Linked DNA regions of Zea mays: region 1 is linked to region 2. The links are chromatin contacts, called in public Hi-C maps. All regions are on one chromosome and are shown on one strand. The core of a region is the stretch at or near the end of the contact, and the rest is flanking DNA. Distances in the headings are between cores, read along the strand shown.

Region 1 (6,222 bases), core at 2,876-5,375, 250 kb after region 2:
AATGTCAGGATTACACAGGAAACAGAGATATCAAAGTAGGATAGACAGATATACCTTCTGGATAACATAATTGCCAAAAACATCAGTTGTTAGAGCAATGGCATTGGATAATATCTCTGGAAATATTTTTTCCCGGTCATCCAGTGATGCAATTTCGAGTTTTTGTTGAATAAACCGGCTTCCATATTGATCCATACTGCATTAGTTAGACAAGAAATGAATGAATGAAGAAATTTTCCATTCAAAAATAGAAATGTGGAAAGAAAGACTTACCTAATTTCCTTAACGTGACCCACTAAATCAATCAGTTCCACTGAATCAGCACCGTTTCTATCTGCATTATCCAAAGAAAGCACATCCAGGTAGTTTGATAATGTATTATCATGATAGGCATGTGATCCAATATTTCTACCCATTGCCTTCCTATTGAGGGACAAGAGCCGTGATTGCCGATCACCATGGGATAGAATGCACCGCGAGTTTGAATAAAAATGAGATCCAGATCTTTGCATTCTTGAACAGGGAAAACAAGGCTCATCATGATAGATCCTACTATCGTTATATGACAGATTATCCTCCTGCAGATACTGTTGTGCAAGTATCTCCTTAAAAAATGTCATTCGACTCCTAGCCAAATCCAGGTCTGTATTGCTGTTGTATCTGTTGCTCATGGGGTTGGACATGTTAGTCACAGACACATTGCGAGAAAGATTGGTCCCTCTAGGAAAGTTGCCTGATTGCATTATAGCTAGCTGGTCAGCCAAAGATGGGCGATCAACACCCTTTATGTGATGGCGATTGATCCTTGAAACATTGGAACCATCTAATGCACATGCACTGGTCTGCCTCCGTAAAATACCATCTCCATATATTCGTGATGGATGCACATCTGACCTAGGTGCATGAAAAACATTACCAACCAAAGATGATCGGGTTTCATCAACAGTTTTAGAGAAATCTCTTTGACGCTCGAGTATTTCATCTGCTAGCTCTTCCCTATTATTCCTTTGATCCATTACTGAATTATTAGACAGCCTCAACCCAGATAAAGCATCTGAAATATCAGAATCAAACATGGAGGAAGCATCAAGATCCCTATTACCATAAGCATTCATGTTTTCAATGTTTGACATGAAGTGATTCTGGATATTTCTGTGATATTCAGCATTGTCTGGATTCATATCTGTCCAAAGGAGATTCATATCAAATGCATAGTTTGCCATAGCACCACCACTATGAACTGTGCTCGGTCCAAACTGCCATTCATCCCAGTCTCCTGCACCATTAAACAGTTGGCCAGATGGTCCAACAGATAAAGATGTAGAATTGCCAAAATGTTCCTGAAGCAAAAATACAAAACCTAAAATTATTTGGAATGAACACATGATGAAAAAAAAATATAAATGAAGTTGTCCCTTCTATGAAGTATATTAGATAAACAAGAATAAGACATTTTCTTCCAACAGTTGGCAAAAATGAAAACATCAAAGTTAAACAAAAGAACTGTGAAACAATCTTAAAGATAAGAGGTTTTACAAAAACAAATGGTACACTTTAAATCATTAAGCATGCAAACATAACAGTGAATACCAGCAGCAGAACCAAGGATAGGATACAGGGTGATGCTGCCTGGGCTGCAAACCCCCCCCCCCCCCCACCGCTCCAACCCACCACATCCGCTGCCCATGTTACCCCTTTTAGCCCTATATGTACAGTATCTTGATTGATGTGTATTACCATGATTAACAAGCCCTAAAGTATGGTTTACATCTAATATTTCATTATTAAGCATCGTCATTGTCCTATTCCAAGCTAGGCCCCTGAATATAGTGGCACCAGCACTGTTCTTAAGGCGTCGCCTAGGCGTCCGGGCAGTGGTCTAACGCCTAGGCGCCGCCTAGGCGTCCAGGCGGTGCTCCAACGCCTTGGACCGCCTTACCGCTTTAAAAACCATGGGCACCAGAACAAATAAGAAAAGATGCATGTAGAACAAGTTCAGTTCTGAGCAAATATGAATTGAATCCAATCGTCAAATTATATTTGACATGTAAAATAATCTCTCTAAAAATGAAGATAGAAACAGGCATCTGCTAAAATAAAACCAGATTTTACGAACCTTAATTGTATAAATAGATGAAAAAGTGCAACAAGGAAAAGAGGAAAAGAATTTCCCTCAAATTATGTATCTTCATGAGTTATCCAAGAAAGCCATTCTATCAGATGTAGGGATGTGAACGAACGGAATCGGTCAGGATAAACCTTTATCGTCTTAACTTTTACATTTTAATTCGTAAACAGATTAGGGTTCAGAATTATCGGACACGGGATGTGCGGGATGACGAAAATGAACTATTCCGAACAGAAATGCATCGGTAACGGTCAAAAATCGAAAAGTAAACGAAAACACCATCCATATCATACGTAATCTCATCAATGAACAGCAACTATATAATAATAATATATTAATATGAGTAACATAAGTACATAAATTCATAATAGGTCTATGAAAACATGTAATAAGTCAATATAGTGCAATTAATTAAGTAGACACATAATTGCACAAGCACACTGGTAGTTCACCAAAGTCAACCACACGAAACATAGTACTCAAGCTAAAAGTCATCCTGCACCAAGTCCTTCCTCTCTATGTCCTTGTCATACTATAATTTTATATACAGAAATATGAGATACAATTTTGCATACAGAAATACCGGATACACTTATGGGCAGGGCAGTGAGCTGACTAACAATGTCAAAACGGGATATACCATATTTGAATACGGTACGATGCTGTATTAATGCGGGATAAACGAAAACGATCAAGATATGGCCTAAACTGTTTTCATTCTGTTTTCGTTTTTTTCAATCCTTTTTCATACCGTTTTCACATTTGTCTGAAAATACGAATCCGAGTGGGGTAAATATAAAAATCGGTACGGAACAGGGTTTTTCCCAACGGTTTACGTCCCTAACCTTATGGTCTGGACATGGCAAATGGACAAGAATGCGTAGTTCAAGTGTTGAGGAACTAGATAACAGCAAACATCATTAGCAGTAAGCGGCTCCCAATATATATAGCATATACTTAGGATAACTTGTGTCTAGACAAGAACATGTGGCAAATTCAAATATTTTAAGCAAAATCACACATGGATTTTTGCCACTCACAATGTTGTCTTCTTGTTATAATTACCACTGTATCTATGAATTGTGGGTCCAGCTGGGTCTATGAAATGTGGGCCTGATGGCAATTTTACAAACATGTTTCTTGCTGATGGCAAATATCAGAATCTCTCATTTAGAAGAACACATCCGACCTGGCATCCAAGTAACTACCTAATCTATAAATAAAAGACAAATATAAACACCTCCAAGAACCTACAGAATGACACTCATGAAACACTACTGTTTAGCATTGAAAACCAAACACTAAAGATGGTAACTTCGTCGTTTCTGCCAACTTCCTTGCACGTAGAAACCTTAATCATCTATCTATTTAATAAAAGGGCTAAAATGCAAATCCCAAACCAACCACCGAAAAGAACAGAAGAACATCAAACTACTCCCAGTAGCAACCGTGACCAGTGAGATGCATCTCTAATCCTCAGAGGCCCATCGACGGAAAAATGGCAATGGCAAAACCCAACCTTACGGACCAAAGAAACCAAAACCATCGACGAACTCAAGATCAGCAACACCCTCACCTGAGCTCCGGCGGCACCGCGGCACCTGCTGACCTCGTCCATCCTCGCGCCAAACATGAGCCCGTCGATCCCGGAGAAGAACGACGCGCCGTCACCGCCGCCGCCAAATACCCTCCTCTCCGCCGCCGCCGCTGCCGCCGCCGCGCCCTCCATCGTTGGCGGCGCGCTGCCACTGCGCAGAGGGTCCCACCCACGCAGCGCCTCCCCTCCATCGCCACAGCCGACACCGCCGTCGCCGAATGGAGCCATCTTCTTCGCCTCCTCTCACAACGCCGCACGCGCGCGCTCGCGAAAAAATAGATTGGGTTTGAACGAAACCACCTGCAAAAGGGGCGGGGAACAAATGAGCGCGCCCCGGTGGCCAGGGTGGGTGGCGGCGCCCTTTTTTCTCTAGGGTTAGGGTTTCCGGGGTTTTAGGCTCTGGGTTTAGAGGGGCGGGAGGGAATGGAAATCTTGGCATCGCTAGGACTAGGATTCGGCGCCGGGAAAGCCGGAGATAGGAGTGAAATTACCTTCAGGAACAGTGCTTCGTTGCTGGTTTCTCTAGTCTAGTTTCCATGAAAAAAACAGTACGCCGTATAATTGAGTAATGAAAACGGTACCTATTCGGATACATTTATTTTGGACTTTTTTTTATAGTGAATAGATATGATATAGAATCTGCTTTGCAAATTAATATTCTGATTTTTAACATTAAGATTGTAAAAATTTATATAAAATAAACTTTAAATTTATCATATATCTTATCAGATGGTAGATATAAAATTCGGTTAGCATTTGAATATGGATACGGATACATTTTTGTATCTTTTTGTTGTAGGGAGCAAATAATGTATAAAACAATTTATGCAAAATTTCATTCATATATGTAATACAATGTGCTTGATAGCACAAGAAAATATTAGCATCAAATTTTATACATATATTTTATTCTTATATGTTAGCGTTCTCGTAGCTGCCGCTCTAGCAACAAACCCCATCCATTTCGCAACAACCTTCGTCCGCTTCTTCCGTCGTTGCACCGCCATCGGCGAGGAGGATTAGAGCGCTCGCCTTCAAATAAGGATGTTCACTAGGTGATAAAAGTTGCATCGAGTCCAGCTAACTCTGAACCTCCGCGTCGCCCCTAGGGACCAGGACCCCGTCTCTTAGCTCACTCGTCTTCCGCTTCAGCGCGAGCTCTGCTCCGCTCCTCCCATCCCATGGGCAACATGGCATCAACGGTAGATCTACCTAGTGTGCGCTTCATTTGGTCACTGTTGTTCTCGTCGGGTCTATTATTGTAGAGACCGCTCTAATTGTCGTGTTTTTCGCAGGGGACGTCCACATACAAGGACACAAACTTCTCAAATAAGCAAGCCAAGCTGCTCAAGACACAGAAGTTCCCGTCCGAGCTTGACCATCTGGCCAGTTCGTTCTTTCACGCATACTATTTGTTTCTCAATTTGGTTGTAACGAGCGCATAATACTTTGGGGATATATAGCTGTTGTCTGCAAGGGCTTCCTCTGATTCAGCGATTTTGTGCTTGGTAGGTGGATACGTCAAAGGTCAAGTTGGACGTGATGAAGCCTTGGATTGCCAAGTGGGTCACTAAGCTACTTGGGTTCGACGTATGTTTCTAATCCATCCAGAGGTAGTTACATTTTCCACTGAAAATTAGCCCGGGTGCTACAGTCGTCTTGTTGCTTGTGAGCTTGCGCCCTTTTCTTCTTTTTGTAGGGTCTTTACTTAACGAGAACCCCAACAACGATAGGAACAAGATATGGCAGAAAAGCTCTTGAGAGTTATTTTGGAAAACACTTCCTTTTCTCCATTCATTTCTGAATCCCTTCAACATAGTGTGTAGTTCGTGCATTCCACACATCACCAAATGTGGCGAGGTCTTATACAGATTTCTAGCCATTTAACTGTGGAACATTGCTAGAGCATAACTATGAAAAAGTTTTGTTCATGCCAAATTCATTTCACATTGAATTTTAAGTGAAACCAACTATACAATTGGAAATGAGTAAAGGCTCTGTAAAAGCGGAAAATGATTTTATTGTTTAATGTGATACTCTAAAGGCAAGAGCAAGTATATATTTCAGTAAGAATGTTAAGCATTAGAGGATAAACTTGTTGTATTTGGTATTTCAGGAATGATCTTGCTGGAGCACTTATGCTTTTCTATGGCTTGCTAAACTTGGAGAAAATTGTTAAGCCATCGCCATAAATGAATTTGCATGTGTTACTTATGAAATCTCAATGATGATTTTGGTTAGGGCATCAGACCTACACCATCTTCTCTCTCCCAACTCCTAAGCCAAAACATTGTCTACAATTTAATTCGGGCATAGGGGCTCCTTTTTCAACTCATTTTCGGTCTTTTGGCTAAGATCAAGTGTAATATTTGTTTTACCAGTTCAATATCTGGTATATGAACAATTTGTTCACTTTGACATTAAATTCATTCATTATGGGTATTTTTATGTGGAGGGTCTATTAAGACTCCTAAGTGTCGCTTAATCACCCAACCAA
Region 2 (6,662 bases), core at 1,747-4,246:
TCGACCCCTTCTGTCTGTCCATCCATCTGACATGAGGGTGCAGCCATATTGACTCCATGCATCCTCATGCTTCTTCTCACCATCTATCTCTTTGACAGCCTTCACAAGCAATGGTTCTCATGGCTCATGGAAACTAGGGGGTTTGAACCCCGTACCATACTGTGCAATGGCCTCTACAGCTACCTCAAACTGTCTTGAGTTGGCAGCATTGAAGGGTATGCCACACTCAAAAAACTTGGCTATCTTCATACAAACAGCTTCTCCTTTTTCTTTAGGCTTCATTGCAGCACTGATGGTTCTTTGAGTTGCCCCCTTGGCATACCTTTCCGCTACAATCTCTTGGGGTGTACGTCAGAGCAAAGTTGTAGTGGGCTTCTTTGTTGCCCCAACGTTAATGGCTTGCTTGATAATTCTGTTCTCTAGATGATGACCCAATTATTTCTACAACATCATCATTTTCGTTCTCATTTGATTCAGCTTCATCAAAGTACTGTCCTTTTGGTCTAATCCCTTTTTCCTTCATCCAAAGCCTCCTTTAACTCTAGCAATTGCAGTTGTGGTATTGGGACAGTTGAGGATATCTTTGTATCCACTCACAAGATTTTTCTTCACTCTCAAGATTCCTCCTTTAATCTGCCTTGGGCAAAGGGCACATTGGATCAACTCTCGCTTGCCAGGCTCTACATAATAATAATACTTCCAGCCTGGATCATCAGATTTGGGCTTCCTTTTTGGAACTTTCAGTGGATCATATCCATCACTTTGTATTTGAGAACCAGCTGCAGATGCTTCCGTGCTAAAATCAGCCATTTCCCCTCTTATCCCTGCTTCTGCAAATAATGAAATGCATATGTTCAGAACACATCAAGCCAGCAACAAGATTGTGCTGTCCACTGTCCAATACACAGATTAACCATGTTAAGTTTAATCATGCCAGCAACAATGAAGATTGTGCTTTTACGGCCTATGCTGTCGAACACCTAGGCTGCAGAGAACTACGGGAGCAAGTTTCATCTGTGCTGAGAACTATGGGAGCAGAGAATTACGGACACCTGGATGAGAGGTCAAGTTGCCATAGCTTGCAGAGAACTACGGGAGCAGAAGACGACTCATACCAGAGGAGCATTGGGGGCACATACCAGACGAGCAGCATACGTCGGTTGGCCGTCGGCCCGGATCGGTGCAGGCGCGTGCTTCCTGAGCCGGTGGCGTGTGTGTCAGGGCGGAGCTTCCTGAGCCAGCGGCGCGTGCGTTGTGCAGACCTTGCCCTAGTGTGAGGTGGAGCTGAGCCGACGACGAGGCTGAGCACCAGGCGATGGCGGCCAGGCACCAGGCGTCAGGCGACGACTGTAGGCCTTGCGTACTGGACTCTGGACTCTGGAGGCGCTGCGACGGCTGGAAACTGAGCAGACTTTTGGGAGTGGCGAGAGACTGAGATGGGCCGTTGGGCTCAATTTCTAAGACCGGGCCGGGCCAAATGTCACAGGCTAGGGATAAAACGACGCGACGTTCCACTGCAAATAGCGTTTAAACGCTAAAACACTACGTTTAAACGTCATAAAACGATGTTTTACGACCAATTTTAAAACATTCCAACATTTAACAGCCCTAACAGCGTTTTGATGACGTTTAAACGTCGTTTTAATAACCATGCTTGGAAGGTGGTCCCTGCTGTGTGTTGAGTGTCCGCAGAAGCGTTGGCCTGTCTTTCTTTTTAATTGTTAATGGGATGATGTGTGGTTGCATGTTGCAGCCTGTCTTTTATATGTCTGTGGCTGCGATACTCTTGTCAAAGTTTAGGCGTTACTATAATAATTGTTTTGGGAGCATCTCTTGTTTTGTTTGGTGCTCTTGCTTAGAACGGGTTTATTGTTTTTTCCCAATCTCTTTATTGATTCTACTGATGTAATTCCAGACATCAATGGTAGCTCATTGGCACTACTGAACTTTGTTGACCTTGAACATTACAGGAAGACTACGCGGAAGGCGAGGACTTGGGCAGACTGGACTGTGGTCACGACTTCCACACCGCATGCATCAAACAATGGCTGGTTATAAAAAATGTGTGCCCAATCTGCAAGAAAACAGCACTGGACGCCTAAGACATGGCTGCATTTTCCCTCCCTAGGGAAAATCCGGTAGCCGGCACTAAGGGCAAGTGGTTGTCATCTAACCACACCATGCACCCAAAGACTAGCAACTGGTTACAAGCATGTTACACCTTCCCATTATCAACACACATGTGGGAATTTATACTATAGGTGGTACATGGCACTTACCTGAAGCCAATGGCTGTAGACCCCGGAGTTTCATCCTTGTTTTGTTTAAACCTAGATTTGGGATTTATAATTTATTGAATGACATTCGATTTACTTGGGCAATCAGCAATACCTGCTATCATCATTAATCGCTAATCATCTGTGTTTTTTTATTGCTTGATTTGGGGGTGAGGCTAGCAAGTTGTAGTCCCTTCACCTTGATTCTGTATTTTACCCCTTTGGTCTTGGGTTCCTTGGTAGTGTAACTCGTTTCGTAGCAGGAGGAAACCATTGTCTACTGTGCACTGTAAGCATAAGGTGCATCATTTTGTACCCAGAAATGTGCTCGTTTCTTGTTCCATAAATATAATAATAGTGGTCCTGATACACAGCTTTACGGAAGTACAAGTAGGACCCTTGTTTATTCATTCAAATCTGTCGGCACACCGCTGGTTGCGCTGGCAGGTGCTGCTGTCCTCGATCTCGCCGGAGATCTCCTCTACCCCTTGGACTCCGCCACGAGGAACGGGAATATGAAGCCGATGACATTCCATCCGGCAACAGACTTGTCTGCAGCCGCCTTTCAGCAAAGATCCCTGCTGGCATGGTAAAGGTGGTGGAGCTGGGCCCGAAGTTGGCGAAGAAGGTGAAATCGTTCATGACGAGATGGAGCCAACGTTGTACCGGGCGTCGTCCACCGCCAGGTGATGTCCAGCGCATGAACCAGCACACCTTCGTGCTCAGCAGGTGCAGGCCATGCCGGTTGGCGAACTGCTAGGACAAGAGCCCGTACTCCTCGCGGCAGCGCTTCCTCGCCTTTTGCTGCTCCTTGGCAACGTTGAGCACACGCGACATGTCGTACCGTGCCGTCTCGGGCATCTTCATGCGGCAGTGCTAGTTATAGATGGCCAATAAGTATGAGGCCCATGAGTTCGGCACGAAGCCCACTATTTAAGTCTGATTCGAGCCTGGCATGAATAAGTGGGCCAGACTCGGACATGAAACTAAGCACGGTGGGCTAGCTCGACATAACCTGTTTACCTTTAAATCCGTTTTTTTTTCACTAAAACGTACTTACTGGACCACTTAGCCGTTTTTCGGCCCGTTTTCTCCGTGCTAAACGGACCGGCTCGGCCCGATTAGCCTGCTGCGGGCTAGGCTCAGGCAGAAAATTGAACCCACGGGCTTAGACGGTCTGGCCCGGTTTTCTAACCGTGCTTGACGGACCGCGCCCAAAACAGGTCGAGCTTCACTGGGCCTGAACCGAACCGGGTGGACCGTTTGGGCGAGTAGCACCGGGACACGGTGCTGAACATGAATGGAGACGATGCCACCGGTGAGGTTGCCGAAGCCCTGTATGGCGAAATCGGCCGGGATGAAGGCGCCACGCGTCCACTACTCCACTTGTTGGCGTACTCGGACATGAACATGATGGTCGCGGACAGCAGGTAGTCGCCGCCGATGCCTAAACCGAGCAAGAAGCAGAAGCAGAGCATGGCCATGGCGCCCTTGGGTGTGGACCCGAACAAGAGGCCGGATGCGAGGCAGACCATGAGCATCAGCGTCACGCCGTACACCTTGTGGTCCATCTTGTCGCCGAGCTAGCCGAAGAAGAGCTGCCCGGCGAGCGTGCCGCAGAACGCGACGTCGTTGGTTGCGGCGGAGACGTTGGGCGGGAACGAACCGAGGGTCGAAGCAAGTAGATGCGGCCAAGGAGCTTGGTGACGAGGGAGATCGGAGAAGAGACATAGGCGTCGGTGAAGAAGCCCAGCGGCGGTACTGAGAAATCAGGGGCCCGGAGCAAGATACAAATTGAGGGTCCTTCTAGATTTCATGATTATATATATGCTGCAAATTTTAAAAAATGATTGTGAATTTAAACCAACAGTTGAGTCCCATATCATGTTATTAGAAAAGATCAATTATTTAGGAAATAAAAAATTAAAAATAGTATACAAAATAAGGATAGAGCTCCACAATAAGGTTTTATATTTGGGATCCGAGAGACAGAGTCCTATAATTATTTAATGTTTTTTTTGTAAAATAGAACCTATGTTGGAGCAATGTTTTGGTATCACAGTCCTATCTTGTAAAATATAACCATATTTAAGATCCTTCTTGGTGATGCTCTTTTGGTACACCAAAATTAAATAAATTAAAAATTATACCCATTAAGTGGCACTCACAAATAGTCAATAAAATCAAACTTTCACCAATTAGCAAATCATGATGCAATATACTGATTCGCCGTTTGGTCTTGTTTTCGTCGTCGGAATCGCACCACCAGACATCAAACTCATACTCTAAGGACGCATATGATATACCGCAGTGGGGCCCTTGGAACCGGGGGCCAGGGTGGCCGCCCTGCTCGCCCCCTCCAGGGCCGGCACTGAAGAAGCCCATGCCGGTGATCACTACCGTGTTGCGTCCAGCGCGTGGAGCACCTATGATCTTGTGCCATTTCCGCGACGATCAAGTTGGCTAGGCAATCACTCGTTCTTTCATCGGCTGCTCGATGTTAGCGGTAATTGCTGCTACTTAGGATATGTTTGGTCAAGTAAGGATGGAAGGAGACGACTATATTTCTATGATGTTTGAATAAAGGATACATGATAAACACCAGATCAATTTTCGGTGGCGATGAGGTAAAAAAAAAAATCAGTGGACGGTACACCTTCGCCCCTCCTACGGTCTCAAAAAAAAGCATGCAACTGAAAAAAGAGCTCTTGCGTTGCCTCCCAACTTTATCCTTATCTACCCCCTCTCATACTTATCTTGGCGGCAGATCTTAGCAGGCGGGAGCCATCGCACGCGGTCGGTTGTCGCGGGCAGCCAGGCATAGGCGAGTGTCCAGGCGAGCGGTCGGCCAGGCGCACATCACCACATCGGCCAGGACCGCATCGGCAAGGCACACATCACCGCCCTGCCGGCTGCCTTTCGGGTACGTGCCGCCTGCACTACCAGAATCAGGCTCTTTGAGGCACTCGGCAAAGCCTGGAAAACACTCAGCGAAGTCTTTGCCGAGTGTGACACTCGGTAAAGAGAGCTCGACGAACAGTACATCAGCAACGACTTCTTTGCCGAGTACTTTTTATCGGGCACTCGACAAAGACTTTGCCGAGTGTCACTAGTTACTTGGCAAAGAAAAGCCGTCGTCACGGCGACTGGTAAAGGAGACGACGCCTTTGCCGAGTGTCACCTAATACACTTGGCAAGGAGATTACCTCTTTGCCGAGTGTCCGCCAGCCTACACTCAGCAAAGGGGCCACCAGTGGGGCCCTTTGTCAGTTTCTTTTTTGAGTGCCAGGGTCAGGGCACTCGGTAAAGAAGCTTTACCGGTGCCGAGATGTCCCTTGTCTGTCGAGTGCTATGACCCTAAAACATTCTTGAAATATTCTCAAGTTTACGGTCATGTTTAGTAAGCATGGTGCTCGAAGATTCCGGTCTGTTCCTGAAATTGGTCGTAACTTGTGCTAAATAACATGAATATCATTTTTGCGTCACAACTTTCTTGAAACATTCTTAAATTTTTATCTACATATGATATCATGACATGTGGACAAGTTTCATAATTTTATGACTTCGTTTGTGTTTTATATAATTTTTAAACAATTTGATGGCAAGTTCACGGTCATGTTTAGTGAACATGGTGTTCGAAGATTCCGGTCTGTTCCTGAAATCGGTCGTAACTTATGCTAAATAACATGAATATCATTTTTGCATTCACAGTTTTCCATGTTTCGAGTGACTTGCAGTTCAAATGTGAATTTTCCGAAGAAACTTAATTAAACGAACTAAATCTAATAGTTAAAGAAAACACCTTTATAGTTGTGTCAAAATGGTACATGTAGGTCTACATAGTGTAGGAACATACCACAAAAAGTTTAGTTGGGGAAAGAAAAAAATAAAAAAATACTTTGCCGAGTGTCCAGAAATAACACTCGGCACAGCAAGCTCTGCCGAGTGTCAGACGCCGGACACTCGGCAAAGATAACGGCCGTCAGCTTTAGACGACCACTGATGGCCCTTTGCCGAGGGTCGTTGTTTGCTGAGTGTTTGGCACTCGGCACAGATTTCTTTGCAAAGTGTATTTCTGTGCCGAGAGCCCTGCTCTCGGTAAACGTGGTCATTACTGAGAGCAGGACTTCGCTGAGTGGGGTACTTGACAAAGATTTCTTTACCGAGTGCCTGACAAAAAACACTCGGCAAAAAGCCAGATTCCGGTAGTGCTGCATGTGATCTTGCGCGGGTTTTGATACGTGCCGCCTACCTGAGATCTGGTTCTTTCAGAAACTCCAACCATCGGACTAGCACAGGAACCTCCAAGAACAGTCTCCCCCGCACCAGCACCGGAACTCCAACCAGCATGTAATCCTTATCGTTGTGCTACTAGTCTGGTGTTTT

Evidence for each region. A called contact is a pair of places that touch in the nucleus more often than the background predicts.
Region 1: a Hi-C map of ear shows a contact between it and region 2, with 2.8 times the contacts expected there. The contact joins the promoter of LOC100383330 here to the enhancer-like site in region 2. A contact is called at or near these places in 4 of 25 Hi-C or Micro-C datasets (bundle sheath, ear, leaf and 1 more).

The regions. Positions count from the first base shown.
Region 1 is chr10:102,339,793-102,346,014 of Zm-B73-REFERENCE-NAM-5.0, forward strand. LOC100383330 reads right to left here and starts at 4,126. Exons shown (of 9, transcript NM_001361998.1): 1 at 3,705-4,126; 2 at 274-1,340; 3 at 55-196. The coding sequence starts at 3,953. It also overlaps the pseudogene LOC111590416.
Region 2 is chr10:102,090,890-102,097,551 of Zm-B73-REFERENCE-NAM-5.0, forward strand. LOC103641501 (probable E3 ubiquitin-protein ligase HIP1) reads left to right here. Exons shown (of 7, transcript XM_020545835.3): 7 at 1,971-2,431. The coding sequence ends at 2,102. It also overlaps the pseudogene LOC103642673. Among protein-coding and RNA genes, the nearest start is that of LOC103641501, 13 kb to the left of the region's middle. Within about 2 kb of position 2,997, at least 18 of the 20 cell types and tissues checked have an H3K27ac peak or open chromatin away from gene starts, as enhancers often do. A contact at or near this core is called in ear, leaf and tassel, where this site is marked.